Linked DNA regions of Mus musculus: regions 1 and 2 are each linked to region 3. A link is a contact called in public Hi-C data. All regions are on one chromosome and are shown on one strand. The core of a region is the stretch at or near the end of the contact, and the rest is flanking DNA. Distances in the headings are between cores, read along the strand shown.

Region 1 (4,250 bases), core at 1,326-3,825, 400 kb after region 3:
AGAGGCTCCACATCCGGCATCCTGGCTTATTTTCTTATTGCCCTCAGGTGCTGGGCCTGCTGTGTTCCCTTCCTTGAAACAGTTCAATCTGTTTTCTTCCTTACTAAAAGAGGCACATCTGCAGCTCAGGCCACTAGGTCCATTCCACCATCTTTGTTTGGTTAAACCTAAACAAATTCTTCTCTTTGGTGAATTTAGAAAAACATACCATATTCACTGTCCAACATACACATGGGCTGTCTTACACAGAACAAAGGTAACAAAAAGACCATGAGAGAATGTTTGTCACTCCATAGATGGGATCAAGGGCTTCTCACTGGGGAGGGCCATCTCTGTGACTTCATTTGCAAGAGCTTAAGTATTTACATTTTCCTTAAAGTGCATTTTTTTGAACTAGTATTTCATCATAGCTTCAAAAAGCAGTCACTGCTCATAATTGCTAGAATAATCCTAATGTTGATGACAGCCATGATTGGCAGTTACTTAGCTATGAGTGAGTTTTAGAAAAGCCAAGATGATCCTTTGCCTTAGGAGAAGACTCACTTCCTTCCCTTGCCAGTTCTGAAGGAAAGACCCTCGACAGCAAGGGAATGGCCCAGTCTTGAGATCCTGTCTATCAACTGTCAACTTAGACCTAGGCCAAGTCTTTGTTGTTCTTAGTTAAGATCACTATAGACTCTGCTGACATAGTCTCCAATGAGTAATTGTCATAAATGCTTTAGTTGGACAGGACATCCCCTCTTGCCTTTCGTAGGAAGAACAAATGATTGCTGCTTAAAGAACAGAAATCCACAAAAATGCCTTCAGATTTAGTTTGCTTTAGGCACCAGATTTCCCATGTACAATGTAGCTTTTGGGTCTCTTAAGTTCCAACTGGAAAAGAGAAGAATAGACCCTTCCTCTGGGGAAACATCAGAGAGCTACGTGTTCATGGTCAGGCATAGAAGAAGTCCTTTGTATCCATCTAACACATGCTGAGGGAATATTCACGTAGATAGCAGGGCACCAGCATGGCACCCAAATACCCTCCAAGGAATGTCCCTTCCAATGAAGAAGGCCTGTTTTAGTTTTCAACTTTTGCCTCTTCGGTTACTCTATACCCAATCCAACTCCAGAAAGGAAGGGTGGAGGGAAGAGACAGCGCACATCTGAGCTGACTCTTGTTTAGTTCATGTTCTATTGCTTAGCAAAGGAAAACAGAAGTAGTAAGGCAATGCTCCAACAGAGTAAGGGTTGTTGTAGCTTCTCTTTTCATGCTCTTTGGTTCTTAGGCCATACGCTACTGTTTTCTGAATGGTATGCTCTCCAGACTCTGTGATACACACAATAAATGATGGGAGGGAAGCAGGGTATGATGACTATTGAAGGCGTTCTCAAAGCAACAGACCTTTAACAATTACACACCTGCCCAGCTTGCCAGGTATTAAAGGCTTAAACCATGGTTGCTTGGAGGGGCTGGATACTCCCTTTTTAGAGCTGAATGGGAAGCAATCACATTAAGAGAGGAATTGGGGGTAGCATTTGACTAGCAGTGCCTTCCTGGGGAGGGATTAGATTAGAGGCCCCTGGGCTGAGACATGGATATGTAATCCCTCTGTCCAGGGACAGTGAGTTGAGCCCACTGACTTTGTTAAACTAGCAGATTCCCATAGGAGCAGAATGAGTTGGGGGCTGCTTTCAGTTAAAATCAGGCTCCATATATAGACACTCAATGGGTTTTATCTTGAAAAGTTAGCTCGAGTTTAGGAGTGACAGTAAAAACCATACTTGGCAGGGGATGGATTTTGTGTAGCATTCAGAAGGATGAACATATGGGGCAGAGGGAGCAAGGGACAGAGAGATTCTAAAGGCAATTTTGTGTTAATTCATAAGGAATAGAATAAGGTTTTGAACAGAGGTCTCAACGATGCTCAAAACTTTGTTGTAGAAACCTGGAAAGGTTTTTGCATCATTTTCTTCTCTGAGCCCTGTGAGTTGCATGATCTCTTTCAAGCACCAATTGCCAGTCTGTTTTAGGATTGGGAGATATACATATTTAGTCAACGAGACAGCAAGTACTTCTCTGATATACATCTGTAGTTCAAAGTGTGCAGCTGTGTAGGTCGTCTAGGCTGCTGTAACAAATCCCATTGACTGGGAGGTGTAAAAAGCAGCTGTTCTGCAGGGAGGAGTCTGAGATCAAGAGCGGCTCTCCTTCCTCCTTAGTGTCATAGGTGGTCCTCTGCCTTTGTCTTTACAGGGCCTCTCTTCCCACCATGTGCATGCTCGTGGCTGGGTTTCTTCTTGTTATAACGACAGCAGTTGTGTTGGATGTGGCTCCATTCTTAAGAACTCAGTTTATATTATATCTCAGCAGATGGCATGTCTAAATATGGCTACGATCTGAAGTACTGGGGGTTAGGATTCCCACGTCTGAACTGGGGAGGGGGCAGGGCAGAGTCTGGGTTGTAACATCCTCAAAAGGGACAAAAGTGAAGAGAGGACTAGAAGCCAGGTCCTCCTTCCCTCAGCCCTCCTGCCAGACCCCTGCATGTCCTAGCTCATCCCTGTCCCCAGCCATGAAATGAGTCACCTCCGAAGAGAAAGTTCCAGGAGCCAGCTTCCTGTCATTTCTTTTCTAGGAGAATTTGGGCTGATGTCATCTGGGGGCTTTTCAGCTCCCAATCTTAGAATTAGCAGCCTTTCTCTCTTTCTTTAAAAAAAAAAAAAAAAAAAACTCTCTGGCAATGCTAGTTCCTTACCATATTTATTGCAGTCATCTGCTTATGCGCAATGGCAATTTTTATCTCGATGGGAGGAAATCTCAGGCTGAGAGCATACATAATAAACAGATGCATCGAATCACAGCCGTGTAGTTTTTGTAGTTGTTGTCAGGGTCAGCAAATATTTTTTAAGTTAACTTTGACCTTTGAGGGGGTTGTCCCTTTGATTTCTTTGTCTTTTTTTTCCCCTCCCCTATTTTCATCTGTTGGCTCAAATTGGTGTCCACGGTCCTCAATGTCATTCAATATTCTTGTCTTCCTCTTCAGACTTCAGATCAAAATGGTTGTGCTTGTGGTTGCTAAAAATCTATTACATCCTCTCCTCAGAAAAAAATTCCATGACAAGTGGCGGGCTAGCAGAGTGATTAAATGGGGGGCTCAAGCTAGACCGCTAGGGCCAAATCCTGCCTCTGACATGGACTGACTACCTTGTGATTGGGAGTGTCTCCCTCATTTTCCAGAGCTCAGTTTTGTCTCATCTGTTAAGTGATGATAATAATAATTTCAATTTCACGGGACCATTGTTAGACTTAAATGAGCGTAAAGGACCTGGCACATAGCAAATGCCAAGTAAGTGCAAAATATAATAATTATGACTCTGCCTGCCTTTGTTCTGCCGAGCTTCCCTGGAGATTCTATTCCTGCTTGGCTCATTCTCTGTTTCTCCCCTACTGGGCTTTCCATTCGTAAGCCATGCAGGGGTAGGCAGGCTTCCCTGGACTCATCATTAGACCAGCTGTCCTCAGCTCTGACTGAGACCCAGGGAGATTGACAAGGTTTGTAAGTTTTATTTGACGTCGGGTGGGGCGACACATCTGCCTGCACACAGACAGGCTTCTCCTTCCTGGTTACTGGATTGACCATATACTGACCCACTCTCATGCCGTTGACTGTCATTTTGGAGGCAGGAAGTATAATTCTCAGGAAGCTGGCTGGGTTTGAGTTGCATATTTCCACATCATCTTAGTCAGGAATGGGAGGGTGTCTGCCATTCTGACATTATTGAACAGGTTCCTGATCATAGTTGCATTGTGCAAATATAAATAGCTCTCCTTGTACCTGTGGCCTGCTTTGGGCTGGCACCTGCTAAAGAACTCCCCAGTCTTAGTGACCCATAGTGAGATACCATCATCATAAGACCTCCAAGGGCTTCGAGAGTCATAGTTCTATGGAGGCACCATCTCTTATGGAGATTTGTAGTAATTTAGACTCCCACCTTGGCCCTCAGTCTTAAGACTCGTCTTTACCTTGAAGAATGGTACCTACTGTTTTTGTCATCTTCATTTGCAATTCTCCCATTCTTTCTTATAATCTGGGGCTCCCATAAGTCCAAGTTGCTTGTGGGAAGATCTCAGTTCACTTGTTTAGCACCTCTCACCGGGCTCTCCATTGCCTGAGGCTGTGACTTCTAAGGCCATTTTCCCTTTAATTGGTCAGTACCAAACAGAATCTCTCTTCTTTTCACTCTTGTGGGTCCTTTACTACTGC
Region 2 (4,331 bases), core at 734-3,233, 350 kb after region 3:
CTTTGCTCCTCCATCCCCTTTACCTCCTATTCCTACTCCTGCCTCCATTCCTCACCCCCCACCCCCGGCCTTCACCTTCCCACCTGTTCACCTGCTGTCCCGGCCACCCTTGCTCTCCCTGCTTGTGCTTCCTCTGTGGCTCTATTCCTCCTCTGTCTGTCTTCTCATTGCCCACCATCTCTTGGCTCATGCTAAGCTTGCTCTCTAGCACAGACCCTCCTCCCATGGTGGCTTCCCTGAAGCTCTAGATGTCCAGCTTCCCTGTCCAGCTCGGCCTTTTCCATGGAAAAGGACTTTTTGTCTTTTAGAATAGTTCTGTCCAAAAGACTCAGGATTAGCCTTCACACGGCCCAGTAGGGGACTGAAATATGCTGCAGGCCAGAAGCTGAAGAGGGGCAGGGGAATTTATTTGTTACTGTGTATATTTAAGTTTTGGAAAGACATCAGCTAGAGAAGGCAGTTGAGGTGCTGGACTCAGAAGAGAAAGGATTGGGTGCAGGGCCGGTACCCTTGCTGAGCCTATCGGGCCTACTGGTTGCCAGTGCTCGAATAATGACCCCAAATCTCGATAGAATAGAAGCTAATTTTTTCCTTCTCAGTTTTCCGTAGTTCAGTGTAGGTGAGGTCACTTCCCACAAAGTTTCTCTCAGTAGCCGAGTGTTCTCGGCTTATTTCTGGGAAAGAGTAGAAAACAGATCACTGATTACTCTCAGGTGGCATGCAGAACTTTTTGTGTACAGCCCCTTTAACCAGAACCCAGACTCTTGCTCCTAAGCTGCAGAGGATCATGGGAACTTTGTTGGTGGTCTGTATACAGGAAGAACTTGAACATGACTTGGGGAGGGCATGCCAGTTTTAGGGCTGAGGTCAGGTGGTGGGGATGCATAGTGGACAGCAAGCTGCTGGGACTAACCCAGTTCTCTCTGGGTATATCACACACACACACACACACACACACACACACACACACACACACTTTCCTCTGAAGCTTTTCCCATCATTCCTTTGGATCTAGCTGGTCCTGAAACTCTGCCTTTTTTTTTTTTTGAGAAGGTTTTTGGTATTCATACTTCCCGACAACATGGACTCGAAGCTTCAATCTCTTCATTTCATAGGCATAATGTTTAGGACAACAGCTTCCCTGAGTCTTCGTTTCTACCCTTTCTATACTGTGCAAGGAATGGTCATTAATGTGAACCCAATTTCAAAAGCACGCAAACCGCTTCACGATTGGGACATTTTCTACTTTTAGCTGTCATCTTAATTAGCAGTTCAGTGAGGCTCCACATGCTTGTGTTACATCTGGGTGTGGCCTGTGCCGCAGGTGCCCATTCTCCACCCACTCGTGTCTTGTAAGTTCAGAGATAAAAGAGAGTCCAGGATTCACCCATTCCAACATCTTATTTTTCCATAAGGAGGAACCAAGGCCCAGAGAGGCTGCATGTTCATGCAGAGTCACACTGCTGGTCAGTGGTAGAGCTGAGCACAGAGCCATGCCGTCTGCATCCACCCACGGCTCCACTCTCAGGTGCAGCCTTTCACCTTTCCCAGTGTTGTTATTTTGACAGATACAAACTTGCCAGCCAGACTCCATGTCTGCTCAGCTCTGCCACCCGCCTCATAGGCGAGTCTATCGTTTTCCAGAGGTTGCAGGTTCTCTCCCTCCTACCCACACACCTCCTGCCCTGACCAGCTCGTCATGAAGTGTAGAGGTTTTCCTGCGTTCCAGCCTCAGAGACTGTCCTATCTATAGAAGCCGTTGGTTGTGCAGAGCAGGCTGGTGCAGCTGAATGAGAGGCGATAAAGACATAGGTAATTGCTGTAGGGTAATACTGCTGCCAACAAGATGATTGAACTCCCACACAGAAGGTGAACAGATGGTATATTTATTGAAATTCATCGGCTGTGAGATGGAATCAGTTTAACTGACGGCTGGGTACCCTCCTTTCAGACGGAGGGAGGCTCAGGAAACAGCAAGCCTGCCACTAGGGGGCATGATGGTCTCAGGCCCAGAGCCCCTCTTGTCAGAGAGGAAGCCCAGGTTCTGGGTACACTGAAGAATCAATCACTTTAGTTGATTTCCTGATTGAGGCTAAAAAATCATCTCTGTGGCTAAGGAGGAAACCACTATGTTTTTAAAACTTAAAGTCATTTTCAAAGGGCATTTACATAAAATACTCCACTAAAATAACATGGTATCAAATCGATGAGGAGGCAGACTGTGGCTTGTTGGGAGGGGGTGGGTAGGGCAGAGGCTTGGCTAGAAGTAGCTTTGGGTTCAGTACTCTTTAATATCATTGCCCCAATTGGACCTAATAACCTACCTACCTACCCTCTCCCTCTCCCTCTCCCTCTCCCTCTCCCTCTCCCTCCCCCTCCCCTCCCCTCCCTTCCCCTCCTCTTTCCACAGTCTTGCCCTTTAGTCCAGACTAGTCTAAAGTTTACAATGTAGCACAAGGTGGCCTCAGACTCATTAGTCACACCTCCTTATCCTTCTGACTAGCTGGGAGAAGGCCCATGGCAACAGGCCAGGTCACCAATGACATCCCTATCCTATCAGCTGCCTCCCTCTTCAGCATCGCCTGTGTCGTGTAGCCCAGAATGGCAGACAGAACACTGGCTCTAGAAACCTCATTCTGAAAGTTGTAAGAAAAGTGTGTAAATCCACTGGGAAGCCCTGGGACAAACTAGGGGAACTGACACGGGAACGTGGGTTGATGGAAACCTGGTATGTCCCCTAGGACCTTGCATGCTTGTCACCTCTGTTGTCTTAGCTAATCTTAAGGCTCCTCCCCTGCTGGGGGAGACCCTCTGCTTTCCAGATTCATAATAAACAGAAGCATTGCTGGTAACCTGGTGATCCCTCACCTTCGTCACTTTGTGTGGGAACAATTTCTTACTTTTTTGAGTTTATAAACGTGCCCATTTGTATACTCTATAGTCTTGATTGAATTGTTTCTTGTGCAGGCAGGTTTTGTGTGGTACCTAAATATTCTCATGCCTAAAACAGGCCCATGGTCCTCTACTGTAGGGTTGTTTATAAAGATTAAATGGACACTTATTTATTTATTTATTATTAGATATTTTCTTTATATACATTTGAAATGCTATCCCAAAAGTTCCCTATACCCTCCCTCCACCTTGCTCCCTTACCCACCCACTCCTGCTTCTTGGCCCTGGCATTTCCCTGTACTGGGGCATATAAAGTTTGCAAGACCAAGGGGCCTCTCTTCCCAGTGGGAACTAGGCCATCTTCTGCTACATATGCAGCTAGAGATACGAGCTCTGGGGGTACTGGTTAGTTTATATTGTTGTTCCACCTATAGGGTTGCAGACCCTTTTAGCTCCTTGGGTACTTTCTCTAGTTTCTCTATTGGGGGCCCTGTGTTCCATCTTATAGATGACTGTGAGCATCCACTTCTGTATTTGCCAGGCACTGGCATAGCCTCATATGAGACATCTGTACCAGGGTCCCTATTCTAAGGAGGAATGAAATATCTACCCATTGGTCTTCCCTCTTCTTGATTTTCTTGTGTTTTGCAAATTGTATCTTGGGTGTTCTATGTTTCTGGGCTAATATCCACTTCTCAGTGAGTGCATATCTAATGACTTCTTTTGTGATTGGGTTACCTCACTAAGGATGATATCCTCCAGATACATCCATTTGTCCAAGAATTTCATAAATCCATTGCTTTTAATAGCTGAGTAGTACTCCATTGTGTAAACGTACCACATTTTCTGTATCCATTCTTCTGTTGAGGGACATCTGGGTTCTTTCCAGCTTCTGGCTATTATAAATGAAGCTGCTATGAACATAGTGGAGCATGTGTTCTTATTACCAGTTGGAACTTCTTCTGGGTATATGCCCAGGAGAGGTATTGCTGGATCTTCCGGTAGTATTATGTCCAATTTTCTGAGGGACCTCCAGACTGACTTCCAGAGTGGTTGTACAAGCTTGCAATCCCATCAGCAGTGGAGGAGTGTTCCTCTTTCTCCACATCCTGGACAGCATCTGCTGTCACCTGAATTTTTGATCTTAGCCACATCTGACTGTTGTGAGGTGGAATCTCAGGGTTGTTTTGATTTGCATTTCCCTGATGATTAAGGATGTTGAACATTTTTTCAGGTGCTTCTCAGCCATTCAGCACTCCTCAGGTAAGAATTCTTTGTTTAGCTCTGAACCCCATTCTTAATGGGGTTATTTGAATTTCTGGAATCCAGCTTCTTGAGCTCTTTGTATATATTGGATATTAGTCCCTTATCAGATTTAAGATTGGTAAAAATCCTTTCCCAATCTGTTGGTGGCCTTTTTGTCTTATTGACAGTGTCTT
Region 3 (4,007 bases), core at 998-3,497:
TGAGAAATCGCAGACCTTCTGATAGCGTCAGGAATTCCAACACTTTGTGAGTAATTGTCTTTATCTTCACCTGTAAAAGCTGTTAGGTCTGCTGGTTTTATTTTCATTGTGTAGCCAACAGACACAATACAATAATACGATAGATGTTGTATGTAAAGATGCTTGATTTGGGTTGGTGAGGGGTGGTGGGTAAAGGCACTTGCCTTGAGCCTGATGGCCTGATGAATTTGATCCCTGGGACCTACAGAGTGGAAGAAAAGAACCAAGTCTCTAAAGTTGTCCTCTAATTGCCTTGCATCTGCTGTGGCATACATGCATTCACATATAAAGACACACACACACAAACAAATGAATAAATGAATGTTTTTAAAAATGCTTAAACCTTAAAGATGGTTAATATATATTATTAGTCCATTGCTGATAGTCTTTGATTGACAGCTCCCTAGCTCCTACCCTCAGCCCTGGCATCCATCCTTTGCTCCTGGGAGTTCTTTAGATTTGATTTTCTATGCCTGGTTTATTTCACTTAATCTTCTCCAGATCCATCTGTGTTGCCACACATGCCAGGGTTTCCTCCCGTCTTAAGGTTGAACGATGGCTCATTGTGTATCCACCCCACATTTTCTGGGTCCATCCATCCATATCTCTGTCCATCCAGCCATACGATGATAATGTTGCCGTGAACAGGGCGTGCAGTTCTCTTTTCAATCATCTTGCTTCTGACTTCAGACTTCTTGGATATAAACCGAGCTTGTGGAACTGTTGGTTGGATCATACGCATATTCCATTTTAACTTTTGAGGCGTCTCCATTTGGATTTGGGCGGTGGTTGACGGACTCACAGGCCCAGTGTCTGTGCACACGGATGGATGGGCCTTCTTTCCTTCCTGTGTTGCTGGAGCTCAATTCCTTTCATCCTTTTAATAGCAGCTCCAGCAGGGAAAAGCCACCTTGGGGTGGCTTCAGTTTGCATTTCTCTGATGGTTAGTGGCCATCATTTCTCTTAAATGTATCTATTGGCCACTTATACTTCTTGTTTTGAGAAATATCTATTTAGATCTTTTTCTTTGTTTTAGATTTTGGAGTTATTTATTTTCTTATCATCTGAGTTAAGTTGAAATGACCTGAGCTTTCAGCAAAGGGAAAACACTTAATGTACTAATTGAAGTGGGTGTTCTTCCAGATGTGATGGCTCAGACCTGGAGTCTCAGACAGGCTATGAGAGGTAGAGTCCAGGAGTTCCAGATCCACTAGGTCACTTAAAAAAATTCAAAAGTATTGGATATCAGACATTGTCATCAGCACCTAGCATGCATGACTAATGGCATGTTGTCGCTCCATAAGATAGACTCGGTTATTATCTTTGCTTTGTCTGTAGTTCAGAGAAACATGGAAATAATAAAACACTCCCTCACACCCAGCACTTTTAAGAAACCGTAGAACTAGAAGGTTCCAGGAAAGGATACAGTACTTACAAAGATGAGTGGTTTGTATCCATATCAAGTTCTGGCCAAGACAGCAAAGTGGCTCTCCATTCCCTACAAAGGCACCAGCCAGAAATGATGATAAAAATCTCATCAGGACAGTAGCTGAGTGGCGGAGTTGCTGGGTTGGTACACAGTTTTCAAATGCATGTTTTGTTTTGTTGTTTTAAACAACAGAGCTAGTGAGAATAAGGCATTTTTTAGCCAAGGAACACTTGGTTACAAGGGACCCGTGTCACAAATCTAGCACATGCTGTTGTCCTCGGTGCTTTGAAGCTGACTTTGCTTCCGGGTCCTTTCATCTTCATTGGGGCTGTCAGCCTATTGGCATTTATGGCCTGGAATGGAGGCCCACCGCCTTTCTTCCACAGGCTTCCCGCTTGAGTAAGAAGAGCTTTCAGCTGAGGCCAGGCAGAGAAAACTGAGCTTCAGAGAGGCAGATAGGTGGGGTAAGAGGCCAGCCAGAGGGAGAGGCTGGAGGAGGGAGAAAGGAGCAAAGACAGAAAGCAGCCTCCCAGGAAGGGGTTGGGGGAAGCAGCAAAGTCAATATTGGTCAGATGCCCCAGTCTTTGTTCAGAGACCCAGTTTATCTGAGCAGGCCTTCTGCTTCAAAAATACAGGACATCCTGTGTCCAAAACCTAGAAGAGGGCTGTACCGAGGTCCCTCCTCACTCCTTAGGAATTCAACTCTGTTTACCTCTGCTTCTCTAATGGCTGTAGACCACAGAGGCTCCCAGGGACAGGAAGGACAGGACCGGCCCCTTGCTGTAGGTTTCCTCAGAGCCTGGGCTGCTAGACTTCCTGGGTCAGTCCTGAAGATGGAGCTCGAGACAGGCCAGAGGGATCTGCTGCTCCTAGCTGGCGGAGGAGTAGCAGCAAAGCCCAGCCCCAATTGCAGAAGGCGAGATTGTTCAGAATCTGTGCACACAGGCACAGGACGCTCTCAGCAGACGCTAAGGATGTCAGGGAAGTGACTTGGTAACACAAGGGCAAGAGAGCGTTGCTTCCTCTGTATTTTCCTCTCCATTGTTGTCATATTAGTTATTAGTAAAGCAGAATATGTAGAGGTGAGAAAGGGGTTATTATTCCACCCCCCTTTGGGGCAGGTAATAACAAGGGAACCTTGAGTTAAAGTTTGGGCTCTGGCTTTCCTAGCACTTGGTGTCTTTAAGAAGTTCTTTATTTCCTAGTTTGCCTAGTTAGGCATCTCCAGTCCAAAAAGAAAGAAAGAAAGAGAGAGAGAGAGAGAGAGAGAGAGAGAGAGAGAGAGAGAGAGAGAGAGAGAGAGAGAGAGAGAAGAAAGAAAGAGAAAGAGGAAAGGAAAAGGAAAGGAAAGAAAAGAAAAGAAAAGAAAAGAAAAGAAAAGAAAAGAAAAGAAAAGAAAAGAAGAGAAAAGAAAAGACTGCCTTTCTCCCTAGTGAGTAAAGAGCCTCTAGAAGGAGTCCCTTGTGGGGAGGGAGCTGCATACACAGGGCAGGGGCAGATTAGCCACAGCCCACAGTCCACAATTTACTGAGCCAGTCCCAAGTGCATCCTGAGGTGCTACCATCAGCTGGATTGGGAAGGAGGCACACTCAGCTCCCATCATGCCATCATCTCCCTGTGCTCTGATACTCTGCCATCCTGGTCAAGGAGAAGAGACCCCCCAAGGCTACAGGCTAGGAGAGAAGAGGAGAAGACAAAGGAGATGATGGTCTGTCTGCAGAGGCCTCTGCTAGCATCAGTGTGCCTGGTTGATCATTGTTGGAGTCTGAATGTGTCCGTTCTGCAGGATGGGCAGGTGCAGAAGCTGGAAGTTCACTGAAGTGCACTCTGGATGCTTTACTCGTTCTTGCTGCCCCAGAAAGTGCACACTGCTATCTGATAAATACCTGTTGGGCAAAATGTCTTGCAGTACTCCAAACAATCCCAGAAGGTGAAGATGTTTGCATCCTCCTTGGAACAGTTTGCACAGCTGAGCTCCAGAGAGGTTAAACAATCTATCCTGGATCACACAGCAAGGGGCTACCTGAAAGTATGTGGCTTCTTGCCTGGGTTATGCCGTTCTATGCCATGCCTGTTACACTGTAGCAAGCAATCTCCCCTCTGTGCAGTATATACATCTGAAAAGAAAGGGGTTGTTAGAAAGAATTGTTCTTGTGTACCATATGTGTTTTCTGGCCTTTTCTGAAACACCCAAGGATATTTTCCTCTGCTCTCTCTGGAACTAGGTTTCTTCCTTTCCTTGAGCAATGACTACTTCTCATGCCATGTGGTCTGCTTCTGGGTCATTTGTTCTCGTTTGCCTTTGGCTCAGATGGAAATAGAAAACAAACTAGAACATGGCATTGGTGTTCTCCAGCTCTGTTTGCTTCCAACCTGTCAGCATGCTCCATCTTTCTCTCAGGCTGGTAGCTATGGACATAGGTCCACGGGTGAAATTCAGATGTCTGGACCAAGTTGTGTGAGCTTACTTCCTCAACCGACAATCCCTGGGGATGGTGTTCAGAGGACCATCTCCAGGCACAGGATTTGGGTTTCTGAT

The links. A called contact is a pair of places that touch in the nucleus more often than the background predicts.
Region 1: a Hi-C map of cerebral cortex shows a contact between it and region 3, with 4 times the contacts expected there. The contact joins two enhancer-like sites. A contact is called at or near these places in 1 of 484 Hi-C or Micro-C datasets (cerebral cortex), 1 of 115 datasets of contacts at active chromatin or transcription factors (T-cell acute lymphoblastic leukemia) and 1 of 9 other capture datasets (embryonic stem cells).
Region 2: a Hi-C map of cortical neurons shows a contact between it and region 3. The contact joins two enhancer-like sites. A contact is called at or near these places in 2 of 484 Hi-C or Micro-C datasets (cortical neurons and muscle stem cells) and 1 of 9 other capture datasets (embryonic stem cells).

The regions. Positions count from the first base shown.
Region 1 is chr12:74,106,391-74,110,640 of GRCm38.p6, forward strand. The region is part of intron 1 of Syt16 (synaptotagmin XVI); the gene reads left to right. Among named protein-coding and RNA genes, the nearest start is that of Gm40889, 32 kb to the right of the region's middle. Within about 2 kb of position 2,576, at least 24 of the 459 cell types and tissues checked have an H3K27ac peak or open chromatin away from gene starts, as enhancers often do. A contact at or near this core is called in cerebral cortex, where this site is marked.
Region 2 is chr12:74,053,873-74,058,203 of GRCm38.p6, forward strand. The region is part of intron 1 of Syt16 (synaptotagmin XVI); the gene reads left to right. Among named protein-coding and RNA genes, the nearest start is that of Syt16, 58 kb to the left of the region's middle. Within about 2 kb of position 1,984, at least 18 of the 459 cell types and tissues checked have an H3K27ac peak or open chromatin away from gene starts, as enhancers often do. A contact at or near this core is called in cortical neurons, where this site is marked.
Region 3 is chr12:73,706,789-73,710,795 of GRCm38.p6, forward strand. The region is part of intron 9 of Prkch (protein kinase C, eta); the gene reads left to right. Among named protein-coding and RNA genes, the nearest start is that of Gm34189, 73 kb to the right of the region's middle. Within about 2 kb of position 2,248, at least 63 of the 459 cell types and tissues checked have an H3K27ac peak or open chromatin away from gene starts, as enhancers often do. A contact at or near this core is called in cerebral cortex and cortical neurons, where this site is marked.